Regions from separate parts of the Mus musculus genome. Here all the other regions are linked to region 2. Evidence: chromatin contacts called from public promoter capture Hi-C data. All regions are on one chromosome and are shown on one strand. Each heading gives the region's core, a stretch centred on a gene start, on an enhancer-like site or on the middle of the called end of the contact. The rest is flanking DNA. Distances are from core to core; before and after follow the strand shown. Region 1 holds the start of Mrs2 (MRS2 magnesium transporter). Region 2 holds the start of H3c2 (H3 clustered histone 2). Region 3 holds the start of Tdp2 (tyrosyl-DNA phosphodiesterase 2).

The links. Promoter capture Hi-C pulls out the DNA fragments that hold promoters and counts their contacts.
Region 1: a promoter capture Hi-C map of pre-B cells shows a contact between it and region 2, with 2.9 times the contacts expected there. The contact joins the promoter of Mrs2 here to the promoter of H3c2 in region 2. A contact is called at or near these places in 4 of 39 promoter capture datasets (3T3-L1-derived adipocytes, liver and pre-B cells).
Region 3: a contact with region 2 is called in a promoter capture Hi-C map of pre-B cells, with 5 times the contacts expected there. The contact joins the promoter of Tdp2 here to the promoter of H3c2 in region 2. A contact is called at or near these places in 16 of 39 promoter capture datasets (the 3T3-L1 cell line, 3T3-L1-derived adipocytes, the HPC-7 cell line and 11 more), 2 of 484 Hi-C or Micro-C datasets (pre-B cells and uterus), 5 of 115 datasets of contacts at active chromatin or transcription factors (the SCID.adh cell line, embryonic stem cells, pro-B cells and 1 more) and 2 of 9 other capture datasets (adipose tissue and liver).

The regions. Positions count from the first base shown.
Region 1 is chr13:25,018,757-25,021,688 of GRCm38.p6, forward strand. It overlaps Mrs2 (MRS2 magnesium transporter), which reads right to left and starts at 1,561. Exons shown (of 11, transcript NM_001013389.2): 1 at 1,326-1,561. The coding sequence starts at 1,488.
Region 2 is chr13:23,750,964-23,753,718 of GRCm38.p6, forward strand. H3c2 (H3 clustered histone 2) reads left to right here and starts at 1,382. Exons shown (of 1, transcript NM_178203.3): 1 at 1,382-1,877. The coding sequence starts at 1,417. The coding sequence ends at 1,827. H2ac4 (H2A clustered histone 4) reads left to right here and starts at 125. Exons shown (of 1, transcript NM_175660.3): 1 at 125-629. The coding sequence starts at 170. The coding sequence ends at 562.
Region 3 is chr13:24,829,988-24,833,168 of GRCm38.p6, forward strand. Tdp2 (tyrosyl-DNA phosphodiesterase 2) reads left to right here and starts at 1,672. Exons shown (of 7, transcript NM_019551.2): 1 at 1,672-1,942; 2 at 2,023-2,108. The coding sequence starts at 1,745. It overlaps Acot13 (acyl-CoA thioesterase 13), which reads right to left and starts at 1,502. Exons shown (of 3, transcript NM_025790.2): 1 at 1,239-1,502. The coding sequence starts at 1,319.

The sequences.
Region 1 (2,932 bases), core at 311-2,810, 1.3 Mb after region 2:
CATACAACTTGTTAACTGAGGTCTGTCTGTCCTTGCTCTGTGATTAGAAAGGTCAGTTGGGGCTGGGGCAACCAGTGCCTGTCTAAAATGCACAAGGCCCTGGGCTTTGTCCAAAGCACTGTACAAAAGTAATAAAATAACACTTACATTTGTTTATTGGGTGTGTTTGAGTACTGTGGAAGTCAGAAGTCTATTCTCTCCTTCTACCATGTAAGCTCTAGGGACAAGAGTCACAAGTTAAGTTCCTGGGTCTTACAGACCACTTGGTTCCCAAGTATTATCAAGGGAGGAAAAAAGCTTGTGGCAAAAGACCTGGGTGTGGGGAAGGGGGTGTTGACTGACAGCAGCTCATTATGGGAAAAATTTAAGTACAATTCAAAAAAGAGTAGTAGCCCAAACCACTCTTGTCAGGACTGTTTCTGTGCAGTCACATTTGTGGAAAACGCTGTCCTCAGGTTTCACCAAAGCATCAGCAAAGAAAGACTCCTCTGTCTTCCCCCAGCGTTTTTTGCTCCCTTGGCTGGCTACTTGCAGAGTAGACTTCGCCAAGGGTTAATTAATGCTCATCACTGGCTTCACATTCAAACTCAGTTCTAGGAATTCCCTACTTTATTCCAAGGCAACTATGTAACTGTATCAATGTGCCCAGAAGAAAGTAACATAATAAACAGAATTAATAACACCCCAACCTTGCTAATTGTAGCTTCCTGCTGCCCAACATCGACTTTGGTCTGGGCTCCACAGCAGAGTTTCAAGCCAGCTTGGATTACTGTGAGACCACGACTCGAAACAAACAAAACTCCCACCTAACAGAATTCTGGGACACGAAAATAGAAGGGAGCATAAGGAAGTAAAAGGGCCAGTAGGATGAGGGGGTTTCAGGAAAAAGTATGTATAAAAGTGCTGTCATAAACCCTTTACTTTGGGCTGAGCAGATGGCCAGCAAAATGCATGCCGCCAAGCCCTGCGTTAAGACAACTGATTCGAGCAAGCTGTCATCTGACCTCCACATACAAACTCAGAGAAGGCCGTTTAAATGCTAATTTTAAAACAATAACAAAACAAACGAAAGTAGCCAATGAGGCGGTTAACGCTTCTAACGGCTTCATTCAGAAGGATGAGACCGGACTGCTGTCAATTGGCGGCCAGCCTGGGCAACACAAGGAGACCCTGTCCCAATAAGCAAGAAACCGCAATCAAGTCCTCGCAGTGCTGGCCGGAGCACTGAGGGCCGGGTGAGCCCGGCAAGGCCGAGCGGCGGTGAGGATGGCGGGGCCAAGGGCAGGCGGGACAGAGGCCGCCGGGGCCCCGCGGGACGCGCGTACCTGCAGCGCGGGCTGTGCTCGACGCTTTCGGGCTCCGGGAGCGCAAAGGGGTCGCGCGGCCGCCGCAGGCAGCGAGGCTCAGGCGCGCGACCGCCGTCCACAGGGCCCTCCGGGGCTGCGCGGCGCGGGGCAGCAGCCCGGGCAGGCAGCGCAGGCATTCCATGGCGCGCGGGCAACCGGGAAGCCGCCCCAGGACGCCGGTCCGACATGCCGGAACTCGGGTCAACCGGCTCACCGCGACAACCGCGCACCGCGCCTGCGCGAGCCGTCCCGCGCCTGCGCGCTGCCGTCCACGCATGCTCCGGCGTGGTGTCTGGTGACTGCCGACCCGGTCTGCGTCCGTAACAGAGCCAGGACGTGCAAGTGTGAAGGTAGACTGACCAAAGCAGCTCAGCTCCGAAAGTGTCCATTGTTTCGAGGAGCTGCGGATTGATTCTACTTTCTGGAAAGGTCCCCTATGTATCTATGTATGCACAAATATACAGTTGGGAGATGAGGAAGTTACCACTATTAGTAAATCAAATAAGTTTTATTTAAGGCTACTGTGTTTAAAACTCACTTTGAAGGGACAGTGCGTTAAGCTTTTGCTGTAGAACAAGGAAAAGCCCAAGCGAGCAGTGTGCTGGCGCATAGCTGCAATCCCTCCAGAGTTCAAGGTCATTCTTAACTAGAGTGTAAGGCCAGTCTGCACTACTTGATATCAGTCTAGTTAATCACACCCCTCAGCCCGCCCCCAGAGAAAATAAATATTTGTCAATAGACTTGTTGTTTACATCACAATACTAAAGACAGACTTGAGTTTCAGAACTTTCTTCACTGATATATGAACATGGAGCTATGGGGATGTTGGACTATTTATCTTGCCGGGCACTAAGGATTGAGTAGAACAGTGGGAAGCTGTGGACAAAAGGAAAGTTCCAGAAGAGACCATGGATGTTTGGCTTGGACACCGAGAGCTAGAAGTACTTTAAGCATTGCTAGTAGGACGAGCCTTGAATGTACAGAAAGGACATGATAGAGGTTTCACTTCATTAGAACTTTGATGTGCTAAATCTTTGAAAAACATGTGCCAGGAAATAGTCATTCAAGAAAAATAATTATTTAAAAAACACTTCATTGCCGCCGCCCCCTACCCCGCACCATGACATGACCTTTGAAAAACATTGGGCAAGTGCTGGCAGCTGTTCAGACACATGGTCTTGTTAATAGTCCAATTTATGTTTATTGGTTTTTTGTTTTATTTTGTTTTGTTTTTCGAGACACGGTTTCTCTGTGTAGCCCTGGCTGTCCTGGAACTCACTCTGTAGACCAGGCTGGCCTTGAACTCAGAAATCCGCCTGCCCCTGCCTCTCGAGTGCTGGGATTAAAGGCGTGCGCCAACCATGCCCGGCTTTATTTAGGTTTTTAAAAGCAGGGTTAGGACATTGAACAGAACACCTTGGACATGTCAGGCCAATGTGGCACGTTGTTACTCAGGACTCAAAACTGTCTGAGCAGTAAAGCACATATTAGGTCATTGTATCCAGCCCTAGAATTAGCACCAAATCTAGGACTTTTCTCCACCATGAAGTTGTTAAAAGAAAAGGTAAAGCCACTGCAAATTAAGG
Region 2 (2,755 bases), core at 132-2,631:
AATGAGGAGCTCAAATTCTGGCTTTCTATTGGGTACGATATATTAACCAATGGGAGAAACACAAACAGAATACCTCCAGTTAGTATAAATGCTTGCTGTTCAGTTGCAGAATTTACTATATATTCTTTTCCTTTCTCTGCTTTGCCTTTACTGATACTTAAACGCATACATGTCTGGACGCGGAAAGCAGGGTGGCAAGGCCCGCGCTAAGGCCAAGACCCGCTCCTCCCGGGCCGGCCTGCAGTTCCCCGTAGGCCGCGTGCATCGGCTGCTCCGCAAGGGCAACTACTCGGAGCGCGTGGGCGCCGGCGCCCCGGTGTACCTGGCGGCCGTGCTGGAGTACCTGACGGCCGAGATCCTGGAGCTGGCGGGCAACGCGGCCCGCGACAACAAGAAGACGCGCATCATCCCGCGCCACCTGCAGCTGGCCATCCGCAACGACGAGGAGCTCAACAAGCTGCTGGGCCGCGTGACCATCGCGCAGGGCGGCGTCCTGCCCAACATCCAGGCCGTGCTGCTGCCCAAGAAGACCGAGAGCCACCACAAGGCCAAGGGGAAGTAATCTGGCGATTGTCTGTACTGCCCAGTTGAAAGTTAACCAAAACAAAGGCTCTTTTCAGAGCCACCCACATCTTTCCATAAAATGAGCTGCCACCTCGTGAAACGTTCTTCCACTACAGTTTTTATACTACATATGAAAAAGTTACGAAGTAGCTTTCAATCTTAGTAAATTGATTTTAATACTGTTAGTCCCTGCGATAAATCTTACGACCTTCCTTAGTTTGAGTCAAAAGTGTGTAAGAGATGAAACCTTTAGAACATACTATATAAATTTTTAGTAGAAATTTGGCACCCAGGTTTGTCATTCACGTCACGATTGTCTAGAGCATAATGGTAGTAAGGGCTAAGGGCCATTAAATCCCACTTCCATAGTTTCGGCAGTATTTTAACTAACATGATCTGCCTGTGTGTATCGGTTTGCAAATATTTGATTTTAGAATTGATAAACTACATTTATTTAAACTAGGTCTTGCAAAGCTCACAAAACCTACTTTAAATTTCTATGTTCACTTGTTTGATTACCTGAATTGAGTTTTCAAAGCTTGAGACAATTTGATGTATGTATGTAAGTAAAATTATGTAAAACTTTCTTATGTAAAATTTCTGTTCACAGGAGTTATATACACTACAGTGTAAAATTAAAGTGATAGCAAAGATGGAGGGGAAGAGAGGCGGAGAGTGTGCATGTTCTGAAAGCTTTTTAACCAGGATTTAGAAGCAGAGGCTGACCAATCCCAACAAAGCGCGGGCCCTTTGAATGTTCTTCGGTCCAATAGCGGATAGTCTGATTGTATAAAAGGTGGACAGCGCCTTGCAGCTCACTATAGTGTCAGTCTATTTTCCCTTGTTAAAGTCATGGCTCGTACTAAGCAGACCGCTCGCAAGTCCACCGGCGGCAAGGCCCCGCGCAAGCAGCTGGCCACCAAGGCCGCCCGCAAGAGCGCCCCGGCCACCGGCGGCGTGAAGAAGCCTCACCGCTACCGTCCCGGCACCGTGGCGCTGCGCGAGATCCGGCGCTACCAGAAGTCGACCGAGCTGCTGATCCGCAAGCTGCCGTTCCAGCGCCTGGTGCGCGAGATCGCGCAGGACTTCAAGACCGACCTGCGCTTCCAGAGCTCGGCCGTCATGGCTCTGCAGGAGGCGAGCGAGGCCTACCTTGTGGGTCTGTTTGAGGACACCAACCTGTGCGCCATCCACGCCAAGCGTGTCACCATCATGCCCAAGGACATCCAGCTCGCCCGCCGCATTCGTGGGGAGAGGGCTTAAACGAAACAAAGTGCAAACTGGAACCCAAAGGCTCTTTTCAGAGCCACCCACAGTTTCTGTAAAAGCAGCTGTTACTTTTCTACTGTCTTGGAAACTTTGTTTTTCAAAGATTTATCTAGTTACAAAGTATACTGTTGCTTTCTTCAGTAGGCATCAGTTCTCACTTCAGTTGTTGCTGGTATTTGAGCTCATGTCCTGGAAACTGCCTTTAAATTAAACAGTAATTTACATATTACAATAAGTGGCCAAAAGTAATGGACTGTCAGGCTTTATGTCATAAGCATTGCCTGTCTTGATTCCTTTTTGGTCTGTTCTTGGGTTTTGTCTTTTTTTGTTTTTGTTTTCGTGCTATATATTTGTGCTCTCTTGTGTAATTTCCACTACAGGTCATATCCAGGTGTCTTTTGTTCACATATTTCTGGTTCCAACACTTGTCTGTCCTGAAGCTTGTGCAATGTTTACTGTTTTTGCTGTTACTCATTGAAATCTAGTACAAAACTTAAAAAATTTTGTTTTCTATGTTTTAATAGATGCTGAAAAGTAGTATTTCAAGTTAAATACAATTTACATTATGCTGGGATATTTCAAGCAATCGTCAGAAATTTTTAGTTTTTGTAAATTTTTTCACTATATTTCTGAACTTTAAACTACAGAGGCCTCTCTACACAACCTCTCACTCCAGACATTGGCTCCCATCCCTTTCCCACTACTTTCTTACATGTAACACTGCCTATATCGGGAATGTGAATAGACAACAAACTACCAAGATTTAACTTGTGGGTGATTCGTGTGGATATATTTTCCAGGGATAATAATAGCAAATACAACAATGACATTAAAACCTGGCTTACAAAATGATAATTTATTTTAAATCACATCTGCACTCCCTGATACTCTTCCATAGATTAAGTGGGGCAGCAGGATCACA
Region 3 (3,181 bases), core at 422-2,921, 1.1 Mb after region 2:
GTGGCACATACTATTCATCCCAATACTCAAGTAGCAGAGGCTGATCAATCTCTGTGAGATCCAGGATGACCTGGTCTACATGTCAAGTTCTGGATAGAACTTAAATAAATAATAGAAAATAAATAAATAAATAAAACCAAATAAATACGTTACAAAATATTCTAATACCCAGGAGGGTGAGGAAAGCTTACGGAGAAGTGGCTATGGAACCCTGTCAACGACAGGTGCCCACCTGCAACCCTGTCAATGACGGGCTCCCACCTGCAAGCTTGGATTAACTACATCCCAGTCCTCATAAAGTTGTTTTTGGTTGTTTTTAAAGAATTAAAATTTCCTCTTAAATCATTAAAATTCTTTTTAGGTAATATTATCTTTCTAAAAGTCACTGTCAAATGCTGTCCTTAGTTTTGAAATATTTCCTATTGGAAAACATTAAATATATTTACCTAAGGGTTATTTCCTATTTTTTTGACACTTTATGAACATAGTTAAAAAATTCTAAGAGGGGGCGTGTTCAGGAAAAAGATTTCAAATGCCTGTTGTTGACCAAAATTTATATTTCATGCCCAAATTCTTTTTAAATTTCCAAGTATTTTTTCTTAATCAGAAAAATAGACATGCGTGCATTAAAACATTTATTAAAAAGTCTGCAGCAAGTTCTAAGGTTAAGTGTCTTTCTACTCTGACAATACCACGCACTGGACTTCTGCTACGGATATTTATTAAGGATTGCTTCCTATAGAACACAATGTCTATAAAGTCTGGAAAACAGTAGTCTACGTTAGTTCATGTGGAATGGCAGGGTGCAGGCACTGGTCCTGGTTAACTCTGTAGACTCCCAGGCCAGCCTGGACTACAAGGGTTCTCAGCCAACAAACGTTACATAGTTACATAGACCTAGTTACAAAGACCTAGTCTCAAAAGCAAGAAATACAACACACGTACAGGTGGTTCTCGCATTCACTTCCGTACCTCAAACCTCCTTGACTCTTAAGAAACAATTCCTATATACTAGCCCTGCAGGCTCCAGCGTCCCTTAAATGGTACGCTGACATTTTTTCTCCACACACTCCAACAGTTTGCTGGTTAAAAAAAAAACAAAAAACAAAAAACCAAACATGCTTATTTACGTTTCGATGAGAATCCACGCCACGCACTTCCCCTGCGTTTGCGAGGCCACTAAGGTGTTTTACTAGGTTCGTCCCCTTCACCAGATACTTCGCCTACAATAAATATACCTTTTCCAAAACTCTATCAAAACCGGGAACTTTGAACATAACCTTCATTACTTCTCGTAGGTTCTGGGTCATGCTGCTCATCGTGGACGCAAAGCAAGAGTCTGGGCTCTGCGAGAATGAACTCTGGAAGAGACGTTTGTGAGAGGACAAGGGTGTGGAAGGTCAAGTCTGCAAGCCCGGCCGCTGTCGCGTCGTGCTCGGGAGAAAGGATCGCGCGCCCCGGTCGCCCTGGTCCTAGATGATCACGGGTTACCTTCACTCTTTAGCGCCCCAGCGCGCACGCGCAACCTTCAGGCCTCCTCGGCCCCTCCTTCCCCTCCCCTCCCCCTCCCCCTCCCCATCTGCGCCTCGCTGGCCGCGGACGGGGACCAGAGAGGGCGGTCTTCTTGCCGGAAGGTTGACGCGGACGCGCTTGCACGCTGCGCGCCTGCGCAGGTTCCGGCGTTCGCGATCAGTCGCGCGGGAAGCAGCGTGAAGAGCGGGTGTTTTGAGGGGACCCTGCGGCGATGGCGTCTGGCAGCAGTTCCGATGCGGCGGAGCCCGCAGGGCCGGCAGGGCGGGCGGCGTCGGCGCCCGAAGCAGCACAGGCGGAGGAGGACCGGGTGAAGAGGCGGCGGCTTCAGTGCCTGGGCTTTGCGTTGGTGGGGGGATGCGACCCCACGATGGTCCCCAGCGTCCTGCGGGAGAACGACTGGCAGACGCAGGTCAGTTCGCGTCTCTCGCTTCCGCCGCTCTCCCCCGGGAGGCGGGGCGCGCCCTGCAGCCTTGTGCCTTTGCTTTTCAGAAAGCCCTGAGCGCCTACTTCGAGCTGCCAGAGAACGACCAAGGGTGGCCGCGCCAGCCTCCCACGTCCTTCAAGTCCGAGGCCTAGTAAGCGACGGGGGTCGCGGGCTGCTCGCCGAGGGCGGGGAGGGACCGCCTGCTGGGCTTGGGCGTCCGAGGACCGGGACCTGGAAAAGGGCGGCCGGCGCCCCAGAGCTGGAAATCTCAGGGAATGCTTCCGAGGATGCAGGGTCACTTCCCAGCGGGACTTGTCTTTGTTGTTTTGGGACGAGTCTCACTGTGTAGCGCTTGGCTGGCCTGGAACTCGTCGTTATTTGAACCAAGCTGGCCTCGAACTCAGATCAGCTTGCTTCTGCCCTCTCAGTGCTGGCACGTTGAAGGCACATACTAGAACTGGCTTCCAACGTGATTTATTTTATTTTATTTTATCTTATTTCTTAAACCTGAAGATTATTTTATGTATTTTGAGGCAGAACCTCACCCTTTATCCCTGGCTGGCCTGAGCTTGGTGTGTAGACTAGGTTGGCCTCAAACACAGATCTACCTGCCTCAGAATCGAATGGGCTGGATTTAGAGTGCCCACCACCACACTGGGATGGAATTTTTGTTTAATGTTACCGTTATTTGTTCTTTTTCGAGACAGAGGCTTGCAATAATCCTGACCTCCAGCTCTCTTCCAGCCTCCCTTTTGCTAGCATTGCATCTGATTCCAGCACTCCCTACCCGAACTTTTTATTTGAGCCATATATGTCCAGGCTGACTTGGAACTCCTTTGTGGTCAAGGCTTGCCTTCCATTGGCCCAGTACTGGGATTAAAGGTTTGTGAAACCCTGGCTACTGAAATACACTTACTGACCTGAAATATTGGTGATATGTAAACTGAAGATTAGAAAAAAAACAGAGGTAGAGATTTTCTCCTGAAGAATGGTAACCTGTAAGTCTCCTTGTTTCTGCATAGTTTATCTGCTCTCCTCTTGCCAAAGAACGATAGTTTTTCTTTTGAGACAGGTTTGTTTCAAGTTTGATTAGTTTGGCACAAGTTTGTGTGTAGTTCAGGCCGGCATTGAGCTCCTAGCAATCTTGCCTCAGCCTGTGGGAACTAAAAACCATACCAGCCAGGTTTAATATTTGTTTTTAGTGTATGCTGTTCCTGTTGTCTC